2 separate regions of the Anas platyrhynchos genome follow, and region 2 is linked to region 1. The links are chromatin contacts, called in public Hi-C maps. All regions are on one chromosome and are shown on one strand. Each heading gives the region's core, a stretch centred on a gene start, on an enhancer-like site or on the middle of the called end of the contact. The rest is flanking DNA. Distances are from core to core; before and after follow the strand shown.

Region 1 (6,196 bases), core at 988-3,487:
AAAGATACTTTTTTTTCAAAAAAGTATCTTTGTACTTCATAGAAACTGCCCCATGTTCTTTGTCCTCTTTGGGTGTCAGGATGCTGTCCAGCACAGGGCCCTTTAACGCCTGGCAGGACTTGTTAGCTTGGTCTCTGCCTATGTTCCCATGCAGTGATTTTGTATTTGAGTGTGAGTCGATCCAAAGACTCGTGACAAACAGCTGCAGGTTACATGGGAAGATAATATATCCAGGAAACACATAACTCTCAATCCAATTTCTCAATAGAAAAGAGAAGAAAATGATGTCAGTGTTCTGTGAGCTAAGCTCTGGAAATGTCAAATTTCAACAAGCCATCAAAGTCCACAGTTCTCCTAAGCAGAGACATGTTAATAGAATTCAGGCCGCAGTATTAAAATAGACTTCAAGCAATCTTGGGAATTAATACATTTTTGCTTTTTCATTCAATCATTGTTACAAATTAATATGGCTAAAAAAAGATCATTTAAATATATAATGAATCTTATTAAAAATAAATCAGATGGTGATGGGGGGGTAGTGGGGTGAGGAGAAAGTCTTGCCACCAGAGAATTGGGGTTTTGATATTTGGCTAATCCAGGTATTTCCTTGTAAGAATAGAGGAAAATGTGTTCATCTAACTTGGATTTTTTTTTTGAAAACTTCCTTAAAATGCATATCAGTTGGAAAACCAGAGAAGTTTAAATCCCTGGCCAATGTACTGGTATGAAGCGCTCTTAAGGGATGAAAGGTTACACAGTGCTTCTTGGAGTATTAGCTTTAATTTTAAAAGGTCTCTGTTGTGATTATATGTGGAAAAAACTGTATGTTGTGATTATATGTGGAAAAATTACCAACAAGTCAAGCATAACTGCTATAATGATGTCAGAATCTGTAGACAGCTGAACAGAAGCTCTGATGTGTGAACAACCTGTGTCAGAGGATAATAGTTGAAGTGCCAGTGGACGTTGTAAGTCATTAATTATTGTATCAGTTACAAAAGTATGGAAAAGAAAAGAAGCATCCAGTTGTGAAGGTATAAAATGGATGTTGCCCTTTTGACTGTTGAACAAAAGATAAGCTGACTCGCCTGAAATTTTTGATTAGCTGAAAACACTTCCAGAGCTGTTCGCAAATGGTTGCAGTGTGTTAACTGAAAAGGCAGTAAAGGTGTAAACTTAGATCAGTTCTATGCAAAATCACTTTATTAACCCTTTGAAAGCAATTGCTATTATAAATTTCCATTTTGTAGTTGGAAAGGGAAGAGGAGAAAAAACAATGGTCTGTAATACAAGTTCAGTGACGTGGGACAGACAGGTAATCTGTGCCCAAACTGGTTCATGTTTAGTAATATTAAAAAGATGAAATATTTGATAAAACTTTTAAGCACTGTACTTTACATTTTAAACAATGTAGCTGCAAGATCAGAAATTAATTTGTCAAATCACAGAATGTGGATGTCATGGCTAAGAATTTCTTAGTGTATCAGTGTGGTGGTATGGGCTGCTGCCGGGAAAGTTAACATTCCAGCCAGACCCAGTACAATCAGTGAAACAGTGTAAGAGAGGAACTCTAAAGTCTTTCATTACTTGATGAGGAAACCCGTCTGGTTTTCAGCATATTGGTTACGCTATATAAGACAGATGTATAGTGTAGATTTGTCTTGTTTCTGTGTGTGGTGTTACTAGATTTTTTTTCCCCCAGACATGTATTCTAGAGTACTGTTGTAGCAATATGATGCAGGTAACTATATGGATACGTGGAAGGTATTTGAAGATAAGTATAGTTGGATTTTCTAAGACTGCGGTTTTAAATGTAGAGTAGACTTCTTTTCTTGCTGTTTCTGTTAAGTTTCAAAGCTATTTTACAGGAAGTTGAAGCAATTGTGTACGTGCTTTTGTAGTTCATCATTCCTCTAACAAGTAGTGGCTCAGGTGTGGTGTTTCATAAGCTTTTTTCCTCGTGTTTTGCTCTGAATAACACAGCTTCTGATGTTTATATTTAGACACATCATTTTCCTGTTCAGCCAACTTTTGCTGAGGAGACAGACCAGTGCCTGCCTAAAATCTTAAACAGCAACCCTCCCCTGATTATAAAGGTAAGTGGTCTTCCACCATCTTCCTGGACAGATGTGTGCTAGGAAGGTGATTCTGAAACCGTGATCTGTGTAGCAGTTACTTTAGCAGTGGTGCCAGTTCTTAGTTCTTCAAAAAGCTTCCTCAGAACACTCAACAAGGCAGTTTCACTTGGTGAAAACTTGGTTAGTAGTGACATCTGCTGGTGCTCACTATGCTATACTGCTTTTAGCCTGAAGACAGACTACTTTAATTAGAGGTGAGATGTATTTGTCTGCAACAAATGTGCTAGTTTGAACTGATACTAATACAAAAGGTTAAAAAAATATATATATTTTTTATTAAAAAAATATATATATTTTTTATAAAAAAATATATATTTTTTTGTTTTAATTTTTTCAGCTTTGGGTCTCTGTCAGGTAAACAGGAATTTTGTCATAGCTTTGTACACTTCTAACGTTTTGCTCCTGCTACTTACATTTGAGTTCTAACATGTGATCTCTCTTGAAATTAAAAATTACTCCTATATTTCTGTTGGGAATTGAGATTTTTTTTCTCAAAAGACAGTAATACAAAAACAACTGAAATCTGGGAGTAAAGGAGAAGAATTTTGGTCTGTCTGTGGTAGACGTTAATCAAATTTATTGGTTACAATTAAATAAAATTGACCTCATATAAGAAGAATCACATAAATGAAGGTAATATTCTGCACGTGGAAGTTCCATACTTAATGATTATATGGATCTGTGATAAAACTAAAGGTATAATAAGCTGCAATTCGTTTGAGTTCTGTTTTAAGCTTTGTGTTATCAAAGGATCTGTGGGGAAGAATTGAGCACAGTACAGTCTACTTTATAATCTCAGCAGTTACTAAAGTGTCTAGCTTATAATTGGGTCTTGCATAGTGAGAGAAATCCGGCTGTCATTGGACTGCCACGTTAACTACTTAATTACATGAAGAAAGCAGTATTAGCTTTTGTACCGTATGGCGCGCTGCAGCTGAGCTCTGGCTTGCTAAAACAGTTCTGTCTTTAGACTTCTGAGTTCTTTCTGTCTGCGTTATTAGCTGTTAGGATTAAAAAAAGAAATAAATAAAAATATTGTGGTAGGTCATTTTTAAAGAATGGTAAAGTTCTCTGATGCTCTACTTAGTAGCCCCATCCAAAGTGGTTCCAGGGACATGTTCAGTCCTTTGCTGCCTCTTTATTTCCTGTCACTGTTCTGGTTTTAGTCTTTATAAACTTAGTCTCTGTTAGCAATTGTATTTGTTTGTGGAACTACAGTTTTTAAGGAACCCACTTGGACTTTGTGTGAACTAAAACATTTTCCTTTGCAGTTCTTAGCCTTACAAGACTTGATGTTGCTTTCCCAGTATTCCCCTGTTCGACGGCAGGAAGTCTTTAGCCTTAGTCAGCCAGGTAATTATAAAAGCGCTCTCATGTTAATTCCTTTTTTTTTTTTTAATGCTAGTTGATGCTTTAATAGTCTTTTTTTTTTTTTTTGAATGCTATGATGTATGCTATGTAAGCTGGAAGACCTCATAAGTAAAAGCATTTCTCTGATGCTTGTTCCAAAAGAATGCTTAATTACCTGTATTCATATTGTTTCACGTACTAAATTCAATAAATATTGGTCCCTGTTGTTTGATTTAAATGACAGCCATGAGGAAACACAGGTCTTAAAGTATTGAAAGCAGGGTCCTCTTGACATCACCAATCAAATAGTCTAAACTGAGTAATCTAACAGATGTGTATGTAAGCCTAATGGTCAGATGTGAGATTAAATTGAGCATAAATAATGAGTCACCACTGGAGTTTTGAAAGCAAACAATGGCTATGATTCTAATTAGTACACAAGCCTCTTGCTATATACAAAGATAGGGCAGAGAAGGGCAAGTGAAACTGCCTAAAAGACTTCAAAAACTTTATGGCACCTCATCAGGAATTCTGATGTTTGCACTACTTCAGAATTGTTTACCATCACCATTGGTATCACTTGGTTCATTTTAGTTGTTTGGCAGACTTCAAATCTGATGGGCCAAACTGCCTGCATTTTCCACTTGCTTAATGGGTTTTGCTGAAGTCTTTTTTAGAGTTACTCATTGACAGGGAGTAGAATCTGTCCGTGTTTTCATTTTCCTTTCAGTATAAATAAACGGTCACAGTGAAAACACTGTGGCTTTTCAGAAACTGAATGATGCTATGGTCTTTGAAGCTTAAGCTGAGAGCAAATGTGCACGGTCAGAATAGATGCAGTGATGAACATCAGGATCAAACATGCCTACTGCATTTCATTTTGTCTGCATACTGCTAGGTGGGCACCCTCACAACTGGACTGCAATATCAAGGGAGTGTTTGAGTCTTCTAACTGATCTGACCCAGCGGCTGATCGCACAGCAGGAAGCTGCAGCAGCAAATGGGAGAGCAAAACAGCAAGCAGGAGAGATGAAAGTACTTCCACAGACTCCAGGTATTGTGAGGAAATGCTTGTAAGAGTTTATAAAGCATGGAAATACCTATGCATTACACAGAGGTACATTAATAGGAGTTAAGTTATATGGAAGAATGAGTAGTGGGGTTTTCTGCAAATAAATGGAAACAATAAAAACAAACACTTCCCACCCACAGTTTCATTTCAATTATTCTTGTTGCAATAACCCCAGAATAAAAATGGAGAACTTTGAAAGAGCATGCTTGCTTGGTTTGCTTTGTGCGATGTGTTCAATACAGTGTATTTTTCCACACTTGCATTAATTAAGAAAGTAACTATCACAGCTCAAGTAAGTGGTTGAGCCTAGTACAGGGAGAACTTCAGTCTTGCCAAGAAAGGTTTTATAATTTGTGTGGCTGCTCTTGTGATCAGTTTAAGATGGTAAAATTGCTCTTTATTTTGTTGTTATAGGGACTTTGAATAAGTTCATGCAATTTACTGAGTATCATGGTAGTAAAAGAAAAGCCAGTTCGACCTGAGTGAGCTGTGTGCGGTTGGCAGGCATTTGGGGTGTTTCACATGACGGACTCAGGCATCGTTCCTGGCAGCAGAGCTGTGTTAGCACGAGAGCTGCCAGGTAACTGAATCCCGTAGCAGTCAGTGCCTGGGACACAAGTATACTCCTGTCCTGGGAGCAGCAGGGAATTGTTGGCACGTCAGAGGTGGATTTCTTTTAGTGCTGCTGTTGCCTTGGAATTTGACACTGACGTGTCTTTCTAACGTACCAAGCAGAATCAGGAAGAATTGGCATTCTTATGTAGGGATTGTCCTTAAGCAGCTTTGTTTTCTGGTACTTAATACTAAAAGTACACTTTACATTGATACATACCAGCACATAGTAGTGCTAGTTAGCAAAGGGGGGGTGGTCCAGAAAGATCTTCTCCCTTAACTGATGAACTTTTAAAATGCTTCATACTCATGTTGATTTTTACTACTTTGCAAGACCACAGTGGGAACAATGTCTGTTAATGAGAATTCTGACAATACAGAAGCTGTTGAAATAGCAATCAAATAGCAGACCCATTACCTATTGCACACGAGCCAGCCTGTTTGTTTACACACAGTGTGTTTGTGTTGTCAGGAGCTGCGGTGACAGAAGACATGCCATTCCAGTCACAGAGATCTAACGTCATTCACAGAGCCTCCATGGCATCCCTGGTTAAATCGCCTCTAATGCCTTCAAAGACATCACCTGGGTCTGATATTGGCTCACCTTTTAGTTCACCTGCTTTAACCTCCAAGGTGGGAATTCTGGATTTAAACTCGCCTTGGCACGGATCAGTCCAAAGTCCTCATGTTATGAGAAGGGGACCAAAGCTGTGGACATCAGGATCAGGTAGACACTTTTCCACTCCACTTGTCCTTAGCCTTCTAGTCATAGGTCTAGCAGATGTCAGTACAGATGTATCTCTTTAGGACTAAAGTGACAGCAACTGCTTTTTTGAAGAAACTGCATTTCTCTTGTAGGTCTGCAAATGAATGGTTCCCACCACGAATCCTTCCCAGTGGTCTCTCTTGCAAGAGTTGGCAGTGAGGCAGTACAGCCCAGCTTTATTTACACATGGCTTCAGAACAAGCAAGAACAGGTAGAGTAAGAGTTGCAGCACAGATATAAGTTACAGCCAGCACAGCT
Region 2 (6,196 bases), core at 1,684-4,183, 180 kb before region 1:
CCCTGCGTGTGGCTGTAGGGTGTAAGGTGGGGTTCATGCCTCCCATCCCAGACAGCCCTGAGAAAGGCACATTCCCCTCACACTGAGCACTGCCCAGGCCAGGCTGGCATTAAATTTTGCTTTAAAAAGTGTCATAAAATGACTTTGTTCTTTCAGAAGTCATGCAGCACTGCGAGTCATCCCTCTGGAATATTCTGGCATTTGTTCTGATACCATCAGTCTATAAAACAGCTGATAATTTTCTCCTGTATTTTTTTTCCTGAAAGCCCTGAGGCTGAAATTTGACATTTTTCTTCATTTACGGGATGAAAGAAAGCTGCTCAGGACTCGTTCAGCCCATAGCCCAAAGAGCACGTGTCAGCCTGCTGGTGTCACACAGCAAGCCCCACTGCAGCTACGTCCTCCAATAGACTTTTTATTCAAGACGACTGCAAATACTTTGGTTTTCTCAGTAGAGGGAGCTTCTCACATACCAGTTTGAGCACCGCACCGGTCGAACCCTTTGAGACCATGTCCCATTTCTGACTGTACAACCCTGTACCAAACAAGCATGCAGGAAACGTGGTGGTAGGTGAATAGGGAAATATACTCCTAGCCCCTAAGAACCACAGGCTAGTTTATTTATTGAATTCAGGCTTGCAGCCTTTCCAAAATTCCCGTTCAGTTTTCATAGGCATTGCTGTTAAAATGCCCATCCTTTTGGTGTACCACCCAGCAGCAGCTCCGTGGCAGCCAGTACCAGGGCTAAGTGAGATCGCGTGAAAAAAGGGCTTTCTCACTGTTTTCAATGCCTTTCTCTGCTTCCACTGAATGCCTCTTGATACTTTTCTTACGGAGACAGAAGTTAGCAGCCTACTTTCTTCCGCAGCTCCAATGCTCTGCACACTATTATCATGTCCCTTTAGCTGTCTCCTTAGAAAAATAGCTGCATCTTTTAATTCTTTGTCCAAAAGCCTTTGCACAGTTATTGCTAAGCCCTGCTTTTGTAGTGAACAAAGTCCTGCCGGAGCAATCTGTGATGAGCTCTCACCAAGGAGAGGGGTGACCCCACGCAGCCGGTGAGAAGCCCCTGCTCTGCTCCCTACCCTCCGCCCTCACAAGTGGCTGAACTCCATCAGAGAGCTGATCCGGGCAGGAAAAGATGAATTTAAAAAGCAGTTTAACTCTTCAGTCAGATGGGTTCTCCAACCTGTTGTACAGAGTGACAGCAGAAGCATTTGTACCGCACAGCATGCCCAGAACAGCGTGAGTGGGCGGCGGGGATGGCAGGCGAGGGAGGGCGAGGAGGAAGGGAAGAGGACTGCTTTTTTGGGAAGCAGCAACAGCTTAAGCACACATGAAATGGTAATTGAAGAGAATTGGGGTTTTAGTCTTACAGGAGATACCGGGGGAATCTCAGCTTTTCTGACCGTATTTGTAGATGGTGTTTTGCTAAGCTGACATTGGTTGTTGGATGATGTTTTGCTCGCGCCTAAAATAGCTAAAACTGAAAAATATCAGCCTTAAAAAAATCTCCCCTCCTCTTCCCTCCTGATTCCTGCATCTTCTGTGCTTGGCATCGGTGTGTACATAGGCAATTTCGCTGTGATCTTAACAATGATTCATTTCTCTATTCCAGAGCACGTTTTCGCACTGCAGTCTTTAAGCTCACCTGCTCCCTTCCTGCTGCCTAGGGCCTTACAAAAACAAGAGCAGAGCACGGAAAACGTTATAAACGCTTTTAATGGATCTCCATTAAAAAAAAAAAATAATAAAATAAAAAAAAAAAAATCAAAGTAGTATTTACACCAAAGGTATGAATATCTCCTTATGAATAAATGATGCTGTTACCCAATAAGCCCTGCACTTGACCACTCTCAGATCAAGCACAATTATTTAGCTCCTTCGCGGAGGTTAAAATAACCTCTCCTACAACACGGGAAACTTCTTTGTCATGCATAATTCCAGCCAGCAGGCAAATTGGTAAACAAAAGGCGATAACATCAATTCAGGTACAAGAAGGAAAAGCACCAGCGTAGTACAGCCTGGCCTCAAATGCAATAAACGCAATTTGCGAATAAAGTTAGGCTGGAAATTCAGGAGACCACCTCAAAACATCGGAGCAGTGAAGCCGCAGGTGAGTTTTTTGATAAAAACGGGGAAAAAAGAACGAGCAAGGCCCAGAACAGCGGCTCCCAGTTTTCTGAAGGAGACACAAGGTGTGGCTGCCGAGCTTTGAACCCCGCTGCTCTTGTCACCCTGATGGACCTGTGCCCTGTCCCCTGATGCCACCAGCCCCTGACCCAGGGGGGTCCCAGGCCCTCAGACCCCATCCCCATCCCCATGGGTGCCCCCACCTGGAGCCCCCACCCCAGCCTGACCCCGCTGGGGGTGCCCCAGGTCCTGTCCCCGTGAGGGTGCCCCCAGCCTGCCCCCTCCCCGCTCCTGATCTCCCAAGGGTGCCCCCACTTGGGTGCCCCCACTGCATCTCCCACCCCATCAATGAGCCCCCAGGGTGCCCCCACCCCAGGACCCCCACCCCAGGACCCCCAACCCCAACCCCATCCCCAACCCCATCCCTATCCCCATCCCTGTCCCTATCCCTATCCCTATCCCTATCCCTGTCCCTGTCCCTGTCCCCCCAGGGTGCCCCCACCCAAGGGTGCCCCCCCCCTCCCCTCCCCCTCCCCTGTGGTGCCCCCTCCCCAAGCCCCGCCCCCTCCCCTTAGCCCCGCCCCCAGACCCGCCCCTCCCCTCTCCCCCCCCTCCCCCTCCCCCGGGGTATTCCCGGTCCCGCCTCTCCGCGCGCCGCGCGGCTCCCGCCCCCTCCCAACCAATCACCGCCCCCCGCGCCTGGTCCGATCTCCCCGCAGCGCCCTGATTGGCCGCTCCCCTCCCCTCTCCTCAGCGCGGCGGCCAATAGCGGCGCGGGGCGCGCGGGTGGGAGGGGGGCGGCAGCGGCGCCGGGTCCTAGCGCCGGGCTGAGGCGGGAGCCGGGAACCGGGATCGCGATCGCGCTCGGCGCTGAGGCAGAGGCTGAGGAGAGGGGGGCGGCGGGCGCCATGTCGGCGCTGTGGTCGCTGTGCGCGGGGCTGCTGCTGCTGCTGCTGTGGGTGCGGCACCGCGGGCTGGAGGCCGTGCTGGTGCACCACCGCTGGGTCTTCGTCTGCCTCTTCCTGCTGCCGCTCTCCATCCTCTTCGACGTCTACTACCAGCTCCGCGCCTGGGCCGTCAGGCGCCTGCACAGCGCCCCGAGGCTGCACGCACAGCGGGTCCGGCACATCCAGGGGCAGGTGGGCCCCTCACGGCACCGGGGGGGGGGAGAAAAATGGGCAGTGAGGGGCCCCCGAGGGGCTCCGGGGGGCTCCGGGGGGGGGTTGGGGCTCGGATTTGGGGTCCCGAGGTTAAATCCTAAAGGTTTTGGGGGTTTGGAGGTGCCCCCCTTCATCAGCGCCTTCCCTGTGGTGGGGTTTGGTTCGTAAGTTTGTGGGGTTGCAGGGGTCGGTCAGCCAGCGGTGGGTCACCCACCCGCTGGGAAATGGCAATATTTATAAATATTTGTCATGCTGAGGGAAAATTCACCACAGGAGGGGTGTTTCTGGCTCAAAGCGTCTCCCTCTTGGCGTTCCCTGCAGGTTCGGGAGTGGAAGGATGAAGGCAGCAGGAGGTACATGTGCACCGGGCGGCCCGGCTGGCTGACCGTGTCGCTGCGCGTGGGGAAGTACAAGAAGGTGCACAAGAACATCATGATCAACCTGATGGATGTGCTGGAAGTGGACAGCGAGCGGCAGGTAACGTTCCCCACAACGCTTCCATAACGCCGAAACCTACAGCATTTTGTGCCATGGTTATAGCCCAGGAGCACGACCCCATCCAGAACAAAGGATATTCCTGGCAGTAGGCTCTGCAGACCCACCAATATTCGGGTTTTACAACATGCACTTGGATCACTCTGTCCAAAAAAACAGCATATGGGATTGCTTAGTTTTACGTGCTGAAGCCTGAAAACCCAGATTGATTTATGGGCTTGGGGACTGAGCAACAAGATGCTGAGGCAGGGGAGGAATCACTAAACAGTTCCAACTATTTTTAGTAGCGCTCTTGGGGAAGTCAGGCTCTGAGTTCTGATAACAGATGGGACTACAATCCAGTTAGCCATGGTTTGTCATCACTAACGCCAAACACTTAGCTTATGCCTGATGGGAGGATTGGGGTTTTTTTTGGCTTTTTAGGTGGTTCGTGTGGAACCTTTGGTCACCATGGGCCAGCTGACTGCGTACCTGAATCCTATGGGCTGGACTATTCCTGTGGTGCCAGAGCTCGATGACCTTACAGTAGGTAAGAGTTGTTGTGATGACAAGAGACTGATGGATTTTGCTGCGTTTTCATTTGCTTTTATGCAGTAGCGCCTTGCATTATTTAAAAGTTTCCTGAAATACTCGGTGTTCTGTTAAGGTATTTGTGTTACAAGCACTTATTTTTTCCTTTTCCCAAATAATCTTAAAAGCCACACCCAGAGCTCAAAAGCAAAGCTTTGTTCTTGTAAATCACGTTCATTTTGAAGCGTGTTTCATTTGGTTTGTTATGTGCTCTCTCAACAAGGTGGTTTGATCATGGGAACTGGCATTGAGTCTTCATCCCATATCTATGGACTTTTTCAACATACCTGTGTGGCCTATGAACTTGTTCTTGCTGATGGAAGCCTTGTGAGATGTACACCAGTAAGACAAAATGTTATTTTGCTATCATTTACAATGTCATTGACCCTTGTCAGTATGGATATATGATTGAGTATGACATACTTTTTGCAGACTGAAAATTCAGACCTATTTTATGCAGTGCCTTGGTCTTGTGGTACTCTGGGTTTCCTGGTTGCAGCAGAAATAAAAATGATTCCTGCCAAGAAATACGTCAAAATCCATTACAAGCCCGTAAGAGGACTGCAGAATATTTGTGAAAAGTTTACCGAAGAGTCTAAGAAAAAGGAGAATAATTTTGTGGAAGGACTCGTATATTCTTTGGACGAAGCAGTCATCATGACAGGAGTCCTGACTGATGAAGCTGAACAAAGCAAGGTAACTAAAGGGAAGTTATTCACAATGAAAACAATGCCCCCAAGGTTTAATTGGAGCTACGCTACCATATGACATTATACAACTAGAATCATTATAAGATTAGAACAATCTCTTAATATGGGATGAAAACTTAGATCTGTCCTCCAGGATGCTTTAAATTGCAGCTCTTTGTTACTACAGCAGAGTCTGTACTCTAAATCTCTTCAATTGATGGGAAGCGACCCATTGATTTCCGTTATCACTGCAAATAATTTAATCTGCCTTTGCTTTGCAGTACCCAGGGAGGAAGAGAAGTATCTTTTTTCATATACTCTGTTTCAACCTGCAGTTATTCAGAGCAACTCTTTCCCCAGCACCTCTTAATGCAGTTAATGCTACTAGTAAGACAAATCAGGCATGTTTATAGAATGGACGTGCTGTCTGTTCACTGCGTTGCTCAACCTGGATGTTTCTCCTCTGCCACAGTGGGGCTTCGGATTAATGATGGGTTGAGAGGTCAGTGTCTTAGGAATCTGGTTCTGCCACATTCATGGTCTCCTATTACCCTGCCCATAACATGCAGGCCTTGTTTAAATTCTTCATCGTGAAAAGAATGTTAAGAGGGAGCTGTGCATGTGGCCGGAAGAAGGAGAAATGAAGGCTTTCTAGATTTCTTGAGACAGTCTCTTTTGAACTGTCACAGAGGATATAATGTTGATCCTTCATGGTAAAGGAATTTCGGGGATGTACTTAATGTTGTCTGGTAAGGTGTCATTGTCGTCCATGTTGGGATTTGCTAATGAGTGTATGTTTCCTTGTAGATAAACAGAATTGGCAACTACTACAAGCCATGGTTCTTCAAGCATGTGGAGAAGTATTTGAAAGCTGACAGGACTGGGATTGAATACATTCCCTCGAGACATTATTACCATAGACATACACGTAGCATCTTCTGGGAACTCCAGGTAAGACCAGTTCCAAAATTAAAATAACATCTACAGAAAGCTGCTCAGCTCTTTCCCCGTGTAGGCACAACGTGCCTTCTTCCCCTTGGCAACACTTCTGTCTTGAATGACAGAGAAAAAACAATGAAGTTTGCAGCAAATATAAAGCCCTGTATTTGGGCAACACAAAGCCAAAGCCGCTACTTTATATTTAAGGCA

Evidence for each region. Hi-C and Micro-C count contacts between places; a contact is called where the count stands out from the background.
Region 2: a Hi-C map of liver shows a contact between it and region 1, with 2.2 times the contacts expected there. The contact joins the promoter of DHCR24 here to the enhancer-like site in region 1. A contact is called at or near these places in 2 of 8 Hi-C or Micro-C datasets (liver and subcutaneous adipose tissue).

The regions. Positions count from the first base shown.
Region 1 is chr8:34,288,507-34,294,702 of IASCAAS_PekinDuck_T2T, reverse strand. NDC1 (NDC1 transmembrane nucleoporin) reads left to right here. Exons shown (of 18, transcript XM_027462870.3): 9 at 2,004-2,096; 10 at 3,410-3,491; 11 at 4,387-4,542; 12 at 5,645-5,899; 13 at 6,031-6,149. Among named protein-coding and RNA genes, the nearest start is that of NDC1, 9.3 kb to the left of the region's middle. Within about 2 kb of position 2,237, at least 1 of the 8 cell types and tissues checked has an H3K27ac peak or open chromatin away from gene starts, as enhancers often do. A contact at or near this core is called in subcutaneous adipose tissue, where this site is marked.
Region 2 is chr8:34,471,606-34,477,801 of IASCAAS_PekinDuck_T2T, reverse strand. DHCR24 (24-dehydrocholesterol reductase) reads left to right here and starts at 2,933. Exons shown (of 9, transcript XM_027462418.3): 1 at 2,933-3,272; 2 at 3,615-3,770; 3 at 4,212-4,317; 4 at 4,582-4,700; 5 at 4,791-5,054; 6 at 5,855-5,998. The coding sequence starts at 3,042.